Linked DNA regions of Mus musculus: region 2 is linked to region 1. The links are chromatin contacts, called in public Hi-C maps. All regions are on one chromosome and are shown on one strand. The core of a region is the stretch at or near the end of the contact, and the rest is flanking DNA. Distances in the headings are between cores, read along the strand shown.

Region 1 (4,122 bases), core at 893-3,392:
CTGTTGAGATAACTAAGTGATTAAGAATAATTGTTGCTCCTCCAGGAGACCCAGGGTACAATTCTCAGCACCCACAGTAATAGCTTGCAACCACCAGTTCCAAGGAACTGAATACTCTTTTCTTACAACCCTGGGCATCAGGCATACATATACATGCAAAACACCCACTACACATAAACTAGCTTGAAAAATAAAATAGCTGGTGTGTTGGCAAATGTCTTTAATCCCAATAGTTGACAGAGACAGGGGCAATCTCTGTGAACCTGAGGCCAGTCAGGGCTACATAGCAAGTTCTCAACCAGCAAAAAAAAAAAAAAAAAAAAAAAAAATTTAAAAAAAAAAAAACAAACTTACACATTATTTATTAGCTCCTTCCCTTAATCTATCTGGACTTGCAATCACCTGGCCAGAAAACAACCTCTCAGAAAGGCTGATTTACCAGAAGATATGCAAAAAGCTTGGAATAATTATCTTTAAAGAAGTAAAGTGCTTATACAGTCCCTGAGTCCTTCACTCCACACAGTTGCTTTCAGACCTTCATGGCTCAGCCTGCTTGTTTTTTCTAAGTTCTAATTGAAAAATATATAAAACTTTACTTTTCCCCATCTCTTTTTTTTTTATATTAACCAAAGACCCTAAACATGCACTTTCTCTGAAGACCGACCCTCCCCCATTTCTACAAGTGCTGGTGAGCTTCCATTGCTGACCCTAATTCAGAAAGCATGACTTAACATCCTCCCTCCCCTTGGCAGCTGTAGAGATTTAGTTTGTTTGTACTGTTGCGTTTTTCACCCTCAAATTCTAATGGTGCCTAAGCTTTCTTCTAATTCTGTCTTTAAAATCTTTTATCAACGAGACTAAAACAACAAAAAGGAGAAACCAATTCCCCAGTAATACTGTTTCCCAGCAGCTGGCACAACAATCATAGTACGCAGGCGAAATACTCTCCAGTTAGTCCTGCAAGCACACTGGTCTTTGAAGGAAAAAAAAAAATTCCTAAAGTAGCTGAAGTGACAGCGCTACAACTAACGTGGGTATAAATAATTCCCAACAAAATTCCATGCAATTAAAATCGTTGTAAGGCCAAGTACAGATAACTGAAGTTATAGAATAAATAAGTTACCACTATTAATATTTTAAACGACACATGGGTCAATGCGACTTAAACAAGACGCCAGGTTCAAGAAAAACAATCCCTTAGTAAAAGCTTTGTCTTCGTTCGCGCATTATTTCCACTGCTCAAATATTCACAACCCAAACACACCCCCATAAAGACTTAACTGCGGGGGGTGGGGGGGAACCAACTCTAACCTCTGCTTTTCCACCCCTAAGTTGCCCAACGCTCCAGATCCCTCCGAGAACCTCTCGAAGCCACTAAGAGCCACGAAGGGGCCTAGAACCGCTCCCCTCCTCCCTACGCCAGCTCGGGGCCCACTCCCCAACCCCCAACTTTCCGTCCCCAACGGTCCACGGGGCCCAGGGCTCTCACCTCTCCACCCACTCCCTCAGGAAGCGCATTTCCTCGGTGTGCAGGACGCTCGGGTCCTGCCTACACATCTTCACGAAGGCCCGAAGCTCGCTCACTTTGCGGGGATCCATGGTGGGAGGCTGGAAGCTGAAGGCGGTGGGCGGCTGCGGAGGCACGATGCCAGGCCCGGGAGCGGCTCAACGTGACCAAGTGGAAGGGGGCGGCTGCCGCGAGGCAGAACAGACTAGAACCTCCCCGGCCGCTGGCTCCTCCCCCCCAACGGCCTCGTGACCCCGGGCCTTCGCTCGCTCATTCCCACTCCTACCTCTGGACCTGTGCTCCGCCTAGAACCTTCTAGAAGTGTAGCTGCCCGTGACAATGCCTGCTTCGATCGGCGAACAGTCTCACTCGGATTCTTTCCTCTGACCTAATTCCCCGGGATGGATGAAGGACCTTGTGTCTGTGCGCTTTCAAGCGGGACATAGGGAGACATTTGGAATAAGATATTTCTTCTGTGAAGATGGGCATTAAGCAGAACGAGACGCCGCATGGAGGAGGGGGGAAAATAAATAAATGCCCGTGGGGCCGGCGCGCCCAAAACCTAGCCGAGTGACGTCACTGCTCTGCGCCGCCCCGGGAAGAAAGCCCGCGAGCCGCGCCTGCCGGAAGGGGCCGAGCAGTTGACTGGTTTCCTGGCGACGCGGCTGTGCTAGTGGCTTTCCCCAGAGTTTGTACTTTTCCTGACCAGTGGTTACAGGCCATGCCGTCTCTGCTCTCAACCCCCAAGCTGGCTCCCGTTCTAGCAAGGCTCCGCGGCCTCTCAGGTTAGAGTCTTTCCTGCCGGCGTCCCCTTCAGGTTCTTCCTTTGGAGAAAGCCTAAAGCAGCCCAAAGAGCTACAAGTTGATGATCCGTGGTTCTTCACCAATCGGCACCTGATCCCCCCTCACCACCCACGGATTTTTCTTTTGATCGATTGCTCTGGGAAAGAGTGGGCTTTAGGTTCTGTTATTCTGGGAAAGCTGGAGTGACTGAAGAGGAGGGAACTCCAAGGGATTGTCTTCAAAGTTACTCGAATTCTAAATTGGTAGCTTTTATCATCACACTTGACTAAATTGTTTAATGTCAAGTAGCGTGTGTGTGTGTGTTAGGTCAGGGTAAATCTTTCGCCTTTTCATAGGTTTCATCGGAGAGCTAGCTCAAAAGATAGAGCCGGGCTGTGGTGGCGCACGCCTTTAATCCCAGCACTTGGGAGGCAGAGGCAGGCGGATTTCTGAGTTCGAGGCCAGCCTGATCCAAATACAGAGTGAGTTCCAGGACAGCCAGGACTATACAGAGAAACCCTGTCTCGAAAAGAGAGAGAGAGAGAGAGAGAGAGAGAGAAAGAGAGAGAAGAAACACGTCTAGAAACAAATGCTTTGTGCAATTCAGTTTGTAAAGAACTAAGCGAGGGACGTGCCTAAGTCTTACATAAACAGTCAAGGTGATAGAGCACGGAGAATGTGAACCCTCCGTGTACAATATGGTGAGCAATTAACCTAACATAAAATTTTATACTGGAGAGTGAGTCACCTACTTTGTAAGGAGACCTAATGTTGGATTATACTTCAGACGAGGTGTGCAAAATCTGAACCAGAAAATAGGGTATTTGACATTAAAATTGATCTTGATATTTGCATGTGATACTTGGATTCGCTATTTAAAACTGCACCATTGCACGGAGCCTATTCTGTAATCCTGGTAGTTAAGATGTGCCTTTAACGGAAATGAATGAAAATGTGGCAGGCCACAGACTGTGACTAGACTAGAACCAGCTTTTTGTTTCGGATCGTTGACTTTCTTGTAGCTTCGTGTAAATCCTGACTTGATCCAGCTTTAGGACTAAAACACATTAAAAAAATCTAGTAAATATATTATAGTTTGTTTCTGAGGAAAAGTAAGTTCAGCATCTTGTTATATTACCACTAAATGGTTTGCGGTTTTTTTAGCTTCAATGAAGGAGTGACATTGAATCTTTACCACTGAGGGACTGAGGGACTGAAACACAGTTAAGCCAGATGTTTGTTATGTGATTGTGTCCAGTCTTTTATACCAATTCTTTGTCTTAATTCTGCTCGGTAGAATCCTTTTGCAACTTCTCATTTCATGAGCCGGAAAGTGCAGTTTCACCCAGGAACTTTTTGAGTTAGCTATTGAGGGTGCATCTCTACTTCACCCCAGTTGCTTACAGTCAAAGGGGAGGCAGACAAGCCACCAATGACATTACAGCTGAGTGGTTATAGTCTCAATCCAGCTGATAAGAGAACACAGCAAAGAAGAGAGGAATGCATTTTTTTTTAATTTTTTTTACATTTTAGTTATTGTTATCCTTGGAGTTTAGGTTTTGAGTCTCATAAATAGGACTTGAAATATGTGGTTTTTGGTTACTCCTTTCTTTAAAAAATATATACTTTTTTTTTTATTGAGACTTCCATACAATGTAGTTTAATCATTCACTCCTCTCAGAACTTACCTAGCCAACTACATGTAGTTGCCTTTCTTTAGAAAGCCTCTAGAGCAGTGGTTCTCAACCTTCCTAACCTGCAGCCCCTTAATACAGCTCATGCTGTGGTGACCCCAGCCATAAAATTACTTTCTTTTCTACTTCATAACTGTA
Region 2 (4,122 bases), core at 463-2,962, 620 kb after region 1:
CTGCTACCAGTTTCTTTGGTAGAGGAACCGTTTTGACCTGAGCTTTTTCTCTCTCTCTTCACTTCCTTTCTTCTTCTTTTATTCCCTCAGGTGTGTGTGTAGCCCAGCTTGTTGGTCTTGAACCCACAGCCCTCTTGCCTCAGCCTCCTTAGTACTAGGATCATCGGAGTGTTTCACCCAGTTGGTTCTAATACAGTTTTTTCAGCTCCCCCCACCCCATCCCATCTGACAATGTATGTTGGAAATGAATGCACTTGTTTTTTGTTTCCATGTTAGAGATCAAACCCCAGGGCTTGGAGCATGCCAAGCAGGAACTCTACCAGTGAGTGAGCAACAGCCTCAGTCAGGTATTTGTGTTTTTAACGAACATCCTAGATGATTCTGATGGGAAACCACATTTAGAAACCACTCGCTGCCCCAGGGTTAAAGGATTAGTAAGTTCAACTCAGTGACACATCACAAATGGATGTCCTCAAAACTTGCCTTGCTTCCTTGATCCCTGCCCCTTGTGTTCCTTAAGAAATAGGCCTTCCTCCAATGTCTCCAGGAAACACTATAGCTATTTATTGAATGATGCAAAACTATGTCAGTTTCAATCCCTGAAATCCATTCCTGTCCACCATTACCTGAAATGACAAGCCTGACAAATCCTATATGACAGACATTTTGGTATTTGACTTGAAGTGAAGTTGGACCTACACTGAAGGGCTCTTTTTCTCTCTCAGCATGAAACCATTTGAACTGAGCACAACCGATATCCTCACCGATACAGCATCCGGTCCTCCCCCAGAACTGCTTTCTTACCATCTGGTCAAAAGCAATTAACTGTTGAGCGAAAATTGCATCGTCGGACAGAACGTAATTAGTTCCAAGATCTGGCTCAGGGTGACCTGACTTGACCTAACCTGGAGCCGGCAAGGGCTCAAGCCTTCCACCGCTCTAGCGCTCTCTTCCCATCCACTCCAAGGACTGCAGAGGGAATTTCCTTTTGGCGCGGAGGGCAGTCGCTCCGAGGGACACCAGAGGATCTCGTCTGCAGTGTTGCTTCCACCACCAGGGACACGAGCTGGAGGTATCCTCACTTTCTCTACTTTGAGCTAAAGAAGCAGGGTTCCCTGGCTTCTTGGGGAATCCACCAAGATCAGTCGGCTAGCCCCAGTCTCTAGCTGAAGAGGAGCTTGCTCTCAGCCGGAGCGTGTGTCTCCTTGGCTTAGATCATGAAGCTGGACAGGGGTTCAGGGAATCCCACCTCACTGTCCTTGCCCTAGTGGATCTTTCCTACCACCCATGGGCCCGTCTTCCCCCACCCCCCTCGGTGGATCGCTTCCAGCGGCCACCTGCCTTCTTCCCACTGACCCCGGTCCCCTCACCCAGCATGATGGGGCTGAGCCGGCGGGCCAGGCCCTTGGACAGGTCGTACACGTAGAGCTTCACCGGATAGAGATTTGGCGGCTCCATCAGGACCCGTGGCGGCGGCCACGATGGCCCTCGGGCACCCGGCAGCGGCTTGGACCTTCCGGTACCCGACCGGGGTGGGGAGAAGAGGGAGCGGGGGACCGAGCCGGGGCCCGGCCTGAGGGCGGGGGAGAGGCGGCCCTGCGCTGCTCGCGCCCGGACACCCGCGACCGGCAACGACTACTGTGAGGTGACAGAGAGAGAGATCCCAGAGACTCCGCACGGAACAGGGGGCAGGGGCGGGGACGCACTTTCACGCATGTGCGTTCGGTGCTGACGGGTTTCGGGGGCGGAGCTTCAAGCGAGGGGCGGGGCTTTCTCTGGCCGCAAGCGTTCCAGTTTAGGGAACAGGGGGTGGAAGCGGGAAATGCGAGTGGGCGTGCCCGCTTGAAGGGTCGAAGGGCGTGTTGTGCGTGATGACGCAACGTCGCTGATTGGGCGAGAGACAAGGAGCCCGCGTGGACGTGGTGCCCACCTTCTGCTGTCCCAGTGGCTTGCCCGCCTGCGGTTAAGGTAGGTTCGCCGCACCACATGTGTTGGATGAGGCCTGCCTTGGTGGCTTGCTTGCACGCTTAGTGTCGCGCGACCCCTGGCCTCACCACGGAGCAGCGCTGTCGACCTGCAGGACCTGGGTCATGCTCCTTTCTCCCCAGAAGGCGGAACAGGACTGGTGGTTGAGCCAATCTCTAGCTGAAGGTTGGGGGAGAAATGAAGACGAATGTTTCAGCCAGAGCACCAAGTACCGTCCCAGTCCAGTTGGAGCTCGAGATAGGACCTTCAGTGCTGAGCCGCTATGTTATACCTCGCCCTCACCCCTAGCCATTTTGGTCCTGCAGCATCCTTAAGGGATAGCCAAGGGGAGGTTGTTGCAGCAATGACCCCATGCACATTTCTCTTGCCTCTCCAATGATATGGAGAGCTTTGGAGGAAGCAGGAGCCATCATTCACATTCTTTATTAGTGACCCGAGCATTTAGAACAGATCTAAAGAGAACCCAGAAGTCTGTCTGTCTGTCTCTCTTTTTTTTTCTGGTGTGTGTGGCATAGGTCCGGGTACACTGTAGGAAAGCGCATTACCACAGAGCTACCTGCCTTGGTTTTTTTTTTTTTTTTTTTTTTCATTTAAATTCATAACTTCTCTCACCTAGTGAGCAAACCAACATGTCAGAGTGGGAGTCCTACTACAAAACTGAGGGCGAGGAAGAGGAAGAGGAGGAGGAGAGCCCCGACACAGGTGGTAAGTGGCCTGTGTGGAAGATTTTCGCTGTGTACTTTTTTTTTTGCTGGGAGCACTTTATGTTGTCTGATATCCCTCCCTTTTCTCCTCAGATAATCTAAAATATTTTTTCTCCCTTTGAGTTTTACAGTTATTATTTAGATCCTATTTCACTCTATGAACATTCCTAACCCTATTTTCCTTTTTTTTTTTTTACTAACCACGATAGAGAATTTATTAATCTTCAATAAATGACTCTGTCCATGGTAATATTTGTCACTTTATTTTTTACATATTTTTGATTGTTTAAAAAAATCTACTTATTTTTATTTTATGTATGTGTGTACACCTCTGTACATGTCTGGTGCAAAAGGGAGCCAGAAGAGGGAGTCGGATCTCCTGCTACTAAAGTTATAGGTGGTTGTGAGCCTCCATGTGCATTCTGTGAAGTGAAGCTGGATCGTGTGTGAGAGAGCGTCAAGTATTCTTAACCATTGCTTTAACCACTGAGCAGCCTCCCCAGCTCCTGTTTGTTTCTGAGGCAAGGTCTTATGTAGACCAGGCTGACTTCAAACTCACTCTGTAACTGATGTAGACTTTGAGCTTCTTTTTTTTTTTTTTTTTTTTTTGACTTTGAGCTTCTAATGACTCCTGGGAATCGAGTTAACATAAAAGTGGGTGCATTGGTGGCTATACATCCTGGTCTCTAACTTGCCTCCTGCCTCTTGCCTGGAATCAGCCCAGCTCCAGGCTTGCACTAGGAAACCTCCCTCATGGTGTAAGAGACTCCCAGGGGCTGGAGAGATGGCTCAGTGGTTGAGAGCACTGGCTGTTCTTCTAGAGGACCTGGGTTCTAATTCTAGCATCCCCATGGTGGTTCACAACCATCTATAGCTCTATTTCCAGGGGACCTAATGCACTTTTCTGATCTCTGAGAGTAACAAGCACACACATGGTTTTACATTCATATATATGCAAGCAAAACTTTCACACACAAAATAAAATGAATACATTAATAATTTTTTTTCCAGACAGGGTTTCTCTTTGTAGCCCTAGCTGTCCTAGAACTCACTCTGTAGACTAGCCTGGCCTCGAAGTAAGTTCTTCTAGAGGACCTGGGTTCTAATTCTAGCATCCCCATGGTGGTTCACAACCATCTATAGCTCTATTTCCAGGGGACCTAATGCACTTTTCTGATCTCTGAGAGTAACAAGCACACACATGGTTTTACATTCATATATATGCAAGCAAAACTTTCACACACAAAATAAAATGAATACATTAATAATTTTTTTTCCAGACAGGGTTTCTCTTTGTAGCCCTAGCTGTCCTAGAACTCACTCTGTAGACTAGCCTGGCCTCGAAGTAAAGAGATTTGCCAGCCAATGCCTCCTGAGTGCTAGGATTAAAGATACTCACTACCACACCCAGCTGAAATTTTTTTTTCGAGAC

The links. Hi-C and Micro-C count contacts between places; a contact is called where the count stands out from the background.
Region 2: a contact with region 1 is called in a Hi-C map of B cells, with 17 read pairs. The contact joins the promoter of Desi1 here to the promoter of Xpnpep3 in region 1. A contact is called at or near these places in 1 of 484 Hi-C or Micro-C datasets (B cells) and 2 of 9 other capture datasets (liver and pancreatic islet).

The regions. Positions count from the first base shown.
Region 1 is chr15:81,397,996-81,402,117 of GRCm38.p6, forward strand. It overlaps Xpnpep3 (X-prolyl aminopeptidase 3, mitochondrial), which reads left to right and starts at 2,143. Exons shown (of 10, transcript NM_001347075.1): 1 at 2,143-2,292. The coding sequence starts at 2,229. It overlaps St13 (suppression of tumorigenicity 13), which reads right to left and starts at 1,699. Exons shown (of 12, transcript NM_133726.2): 1 at 1,490-1,699. The coding sequence starts at 1,599.
Region 2 is chr15:82,014,508-82,018,629 of GRCm38.p6, forward strand. It overlaps Desi1 (desumoylating isopeptidase 1), which reads right to left and starts at 1,713. Exons shown (of 6, transcript NM_134095.3): 1 at 1,371-1,713. The coding sequence starts at 1,458. It overlaps Xrcc6 (X-ray repair complementing defective repair in Chinese hamster cells 6), which reads left to right and starts at 1,862. Exons shown (of 13, transcript NM_010247.2): 1 at 1,862-1,968; 2 at 2,603-2,691. The coding sequence starts at 2,616.